Regions from separate parts of the Mus musculus genome. Here region 1 is linked to region 2. The links are chromatin contacts, called in public promoter capture Hi-C maps. All regions are on one chromosome and are shown on one strand. The core of a region is the stretch at or near the end of the contact, and the rest is flanking DNA. Distances in the headings are between cores, read along the strand shown.

The links. Promoter capture Hi-C pulls out the DNA fragments that hold promoters and counts their contacts.
Region 1: a promoter capture Hi-C map of pre-B cells shows a contact between it and region 2, with 2.6 times the contacts expected there. The contact joins the promoter of Hsd17b12 here to the promoter of Zfp408 in region 2. A contact is called at or near these places in 2 of 39 promoter capture datasets (neutrophils and pre-B cells) and 1 of 9 other capture datasets (liver).

What each region holds. Positions count from the first base shown.
Region 1 is chr2:94,156,563-94,159,262 of GRCm38.p6, forward strand. It overlaps Hsd17b12 (hydroxysteroid (17-beta) dehydrogenase 12), which reads right to left and starts at 1,347. Exons shown (of 11, transcript NM_019657.4): 1 at 1,148-1,347. The coding sequence starts at 1,307. Gm39885 (a long non-coding RNA gene) reads left to right here and starts at 1,602. Exons shown (of 3, transcript XR_866573.3): 1 at 1,602-2,700.
Region 2 is chr2:91,648,417-91,651,116 of GRCm38.p6, forward strand. Zfp408 (zinc finger protein 408) reads right to left here and starts at 1,375. Exons shown (of 5, transcript NM_001347175.2): 1 at 1,288-1,375; 2 at 735-1,009. The coding sequence starts at 1,333. Arhgap1 (Rho GTPase activating protein 1) reads left to right here and starts at 1,702. Exons shown (of 14, transcript NM_001359970.1): 1 at 1,702-1,836.

The sequences.
Region 1 (2,700 bases), core at 97-2,596, 2.5 Mb after region 2:
ACAACTTTTTCCAAGCTGACAACAAAGAAACTGACCAAGTCAATTGTGAAATTATATCATCTGAATCTTAATCACAGCGAGCACTTTTTCCCCCAGGGACTATGAAAAGTGATTTTGGAAAGTTGTATAAAATCACTGTTTGCCCCACATCAAGGAAAGGGGCTCACAAACTCATTTCTACTTGAAATATTTTCTCCTATTATTAGGGTGTTGTCCCAAAAGATTAACTGTCATGTCTTTTCTAAGTCGTTTAAATGTTCTTTAATGAACAGAACAAACCTGAAAAGTAACATGATTTCTGTCCTGTGTTTAGTCCGTAGGCAACCGCACCCCAATATTCTATAAAATGTTTGAGTCGTGAACAGTGAGTTACAAAACACCAGAGAGCCACACATACATCATGATTACATGGGTGTTTGTTTTAAAGCCCTTCTCTCAAAAAATAGAAACAAAGGTGAGAGGGCTGAACTAGGATTTTCTCAACTTCTCTGATACGACCTTCGTTCTCATTTTTAAAATCTGTCAACTGAAAAGAAGAAGGTTCGCGTGTTTTGGTCACTTTTTGTAAAGACATTTTCCGCAAACTCTTGCAAAAAGTACTGAATACGATAGGAAGACTTTGTTTTCCCAGAACAGCGCTTCTTAGTCATTGAAACTCCAGAATAATTTACCAAGATTTCCTCCGACACCGCCTCCACCTCCCCCCTCCCCAAAAGGACTTGTTAAATTACATGAAACAAACCCAATTCAAGTAACTGGAGAATCAAGTTTCCCAAGATCCTAACTTCTGAAATCGTTGTCCCTGCAACCCTTCTTCCTATCTTCACCTATGCTCTCATCCATAGCACAGGGCCAGTTTTCAAGCCAAGTGAAAAACTTTATTTTAAAAAATAAATAAACACTGCAAGGGACACAGCGGACAATGCGCCTGACTCCGGCCGCCTGCCCAGGAGGGCTCCAACAGGACAAGTCCGGGGAGTTAAGAAAGGTCTCCTCCGTGCCCACCAGGCAGCAGCAGGTCAGATCACCCACCCCGCCAGTGCGCTCAGGGTCTGGAGAAGTTTCCGCGCTCCAGAGCGGGCTCGCTGAGCGCGAGCGACAGGGGAACAAGGGCCACAGCGTGGTCGCGGCTTGTGGTTCCACTCACCTGCCCATTCTCCGAGTCGCGGACCGACCAAGGCCTCGTTGCCCACGCACCACACCTGGAAGGCCCTGAAGAGCGAGTACGAGGCTCGCAGGGCCAGGTAGGCAATGGTGCTCGCGCCCACCCAGTACAGGAAGCCGGCCGCCGGGGGAGCGCACTCCATGGCTCGTGACTAGGCCTCACTACTACGGTGAATGGGGAAGGAAAAAAAAAAAAAGAATGAATGGGACGAGGAGGCGGTGCCGCCGTGACGGCGAAGACGCAGCGAATAGACGTGATTTTTTGAACGCTTTAGGTCTAAGACCCGCCTACATAGTCATATCCATGTGTCTATTGGTGACTTCTCTTTCCTGTAAGCGTACTATGTCTCCTATTGGTTAGCCTTCGTTTCGTAGCCCCGCCCACAATCCCCTTCGGCGCGCTCAGAGCCGCATTTCCGTATTAAGACAGTGGCTCGCTCACAAGCCGCTCAACGTTTGGCTCCGCCCACAAGCTTTACCTCGCACCACCGAAGCGCAGGGATCTCTCATTGGCAGAGGCGGCCCTTACGACTGCGGAAGGCTGCGCGCTGATTGGCCAGTGATACCTAACTGGGTTTAGCTCACATTTCAGGAAGGAATGGAACCGGAAAGGGAAGAATATAGTAGAAGTCCGGGAGGAGCTGGAGTAGTGCTTGTGATTACGTCTTAGTAATAACCGCTTTCGGATTGTTAATTCCTCAGACTTTTCAGATGAAGGTTTACGGTTCCCCTTTGTCTGCAGAGCACGCTTTCGCTCCATTTTTTTGAATGACTGCCTTAGCTCCCACAATGAACTTTATACTTGTTCCCAATAATTCGGAATTCCAGAAAACTCTACTGTGTAGTAGCGTTAACAGTTGTAAGATGAATGAAAAGTATCCTACAAGAACAGAGCTTATGGAGCAATTCTGGGAAACTCAAATTTTTTTATTGGACCTGGTCCAGTAAAAACCAAAATCATTTTATTTTTGTTTTGTGGGAGGATATTAAAGAGATATTTGTGTCCTATACTTTTTACTGTAAGACAATCAAAACAATAAAATCAAAACAGGAACCGATTCACCCCCATCAAGGGACTTCATGCTGGGATAAAAGAAAACCTAAAACGTGGGCAAACACTTCCAGAACACCTTACAGGGGAGGCAATGAGGGGCCAGTGGTGAGCTGGCTGGACCACACTTTGACTTGCTTAGATTTATGTTACTCTGGCCCATTCTTAAACCATAACTGCACATCAGAACCTAAAACATGGCTTTGGTGGAAGGTACTGGGTCTCTTTATAACTTTTCCCAAATCTTTTTTTATTCTTTTCTTTTCCTGCTGTTCTGCACTATTAATTTGACTGTTTTAGCTGACTTAGGAAGGACAGGTGACCGAAACTCACTTGTTGATGCACAAGCTGTGGCCCTGACTCTGAAAACAGGCCTTATGCTTGAGCAGCAAATACTTTACCCACCAAGCAATCTCCCCTGCCCTGAAGGGAAGCTTTAAGGGGACACAAAAATCTGATCTCTGGAAGAGCATGGAAGTACTTCA
Region 2 (2,700 bases), core at 125-2,624:
TGTGGTTTGTTTTTTTTTTTTTTTTTTTTTTTTGGTTTTTCAAGACATGGTTTCTCTGTGTAGCCCTGGTTGTCCTGGCACTAACTCTGTAGACCAAGCTGGCCTCGAACTCAGAAATCCGCCTGCCTCTGCGTCTGCCTCCCCCCGCCCCCCTCCCACCCAGTGCTGGGATTAAAGGCGTGTGCCACCGCGCCCAGTTCTATGGTGCTGTTTTATATCTTCAGTCAGTGAAGACCAGAGAGTCCACTCACCTCTCCTTAAAGGTGTGGAAAGCTCTAAACAGCACAGCCTTTCAGCAAATACCAAACAGAAAACGCTGCAAGAGCACCAATACTTTTAAACAATCCTTACTAATGCTTACAAAGCACAGGCGTATTTGGCTTGCATCGTGTCCTCTGGTCTTCCAAAGGATCTCGGTAACAGCCACAACTTTCTTTTACAGGTGAGTAATATTAGGTGTGTAATTTAGCTAACTAGTTAACAGGTTTGAATCTGATCCTGGTAACCTTAGCTTCTGACCTTTGTCTCTGCCAACACAGTAGGAATTCAGGTTCTCACAACTTCTTTGCATCTGCTTTAGTTACTGCTGCTTAGGTAGAGCAAGACAGCGCTGCAATGAAGGGACAATTATTTCTCGAGTTTGAAAATATCCTGCTTCTAACAAACTGGAAGAGCTGTCCGGAAATGTCTGAACCTCCCCCAAACTTTCAGACAGATGTCCGACTCCTCAATACCTCCTCGTGCGGTGTCTTCATTCCCTCGCCCTTCTCCAGGACGGACTCATCTTCCAGAGGTCCCCAATGCAGGCCGGGCTGCAGGGGTGCTCCTACACACCAGACCCCCAAGTGCTGATTCCTGGATCTCGAGGGGCCCACGGCCAAGCCCTGGGGGAGGCTCCTTAGAACAAGGATGGCAGGGCTCGTACCCGGCGGGCAGGCTTTGAGGCCCGGAGCAAAGCCTTTTCCGGAAGGGCTCCATCCTGAATCCTGGCCCAGGGGTGGCTCTGGGGCTGCAGGGAGACGGGAAGGCAGTAAAGGAGTGGTCCATGAAGGCGTGGGGTTGGGGAAAGAGAGGTACAGGGTCAGCTATGACCCAAGAGTCCGAGGGATTAGCAAGGTTCTAGTTAGTAGGGCCCTTGAATGGTTGGGAGGGAGTCTAGTCTCTTAGGGCACCGGAGCAGGATCCCAGGCTCAAGAGAAAAAGGGATGTAAGGGAATGCGCTGACTAGAAAAACGCTGTGGCCATCTAGTCCAGGGCTGAGGGTCGCAGACATCGCAGGTCACTCACGGTGCGGCTCTATTTTCCCCAAGATCACCTCCTCCACCTCCTTCATCGTGGGACAGAGATTCTCTCGCCACTCCCCTCTACCGGAAGTGAGCGTTTTTGTCCCGGTTCCTCCCGGAAACAGTCCTTGATTTTCAAATTTAAGCTCAAGGAAGAATCCGGGTGGTTAGGCATCATTGAAGGATGGACCTGGGAGTTTGGAAGTACTTGACAGATAAAACCCTGTCCGATGGGCGATACGAACCTAGGATTTCAGAGGCCCGCTAGTTTCCTGCATCTGGAAAAGCGGAACCCAACTCACTCACTTTAGGTAGCGGCGAGTCGGACAGCTCGGCTAATTAACCTCACATTTTGTCAGGTGATTGCCGGAAGTGGGCGGAGCACCAAGAAAGCCTTGTTTGGTCCGGGCAGCAAGCCGGAAGTAGGTAGAAGAAATGGCGGAAGTGGTTGGGGAGCTGGGGGCCCCCGAGGGGGCGGTTCCCATTCCCATCTCGGAGCCGGATGTTTGCCGAGCTTTGACAGGCGTGGCAGAGGAAGCATTGCCGGAACGAGGTGAGCTGCGGAGCGCGGGGTCTCTTTGGGCGTGGTGGTGGGGAAGAGCTGCTCTGGTCAACGGAAGGAATTGGGTCGGAAAGGGGAAAATCCGAGGCAGTGGGTCGGGAGTGGAATTGGGCCCGAGGGCCTGGGTCTCTTCGCTGCCGGGATTTTTCCCATTTCGGCGCCTGCAATGAGAAGACAGCCACTTTCTCTGACTTGTTCCTGCCCTCCCTCTGCAAGGCATAGGCCAAGCCAGAGCAAGCCGGTGGGAGGGAGGGAGAAGTCGTCCTGATCAGATCTGGCATAGCACTGAGAGCTAGAAATCAGGGGAAGTGATCCACCTTGTCACTTGATAGGCCGTGCTTTCATCTCACTTTCTTGTGAAACGAAATACACTCCATTCGTTGTTTGTTTTCGGACTCTATGCAAACATGATTATAGTTTAGAGTTGCAGCCTTGTAGGATTTGGGTTTTTCCAAAGTCACAAAACAGTCTGATTCCAGCACCAGCAAGTACTGTGACTTCAGTTTGCCCTGAGAAGTCTGGCTGCCCTTTCGTGGCGCCTCTTGGATCCCAGTGAACTTTGTGACCGACAGTCACTTAAGATCACTGTTGAGGGGGTTGACTTTAACCTAGAGAACACCTCAAACTGGAACTTGTGGGTTAAAATCCTGCGTCTGGGTTCTATGATCTGTAGCAGTTTGCTCCCTCCCTCCCTCCCCCCGCTTTTTGTTCAAACTGTAAAATGGTTTTTATAGCATATGCTGAACTACTAGTGCAGTTGTGAGGTGAATTTGTGCCCAGTTCATAGTACAAATATCCGTTTCCTTCTCCACTTATGAAATTCATTCATTCATTCATTCAGCTAATGACAGTCTG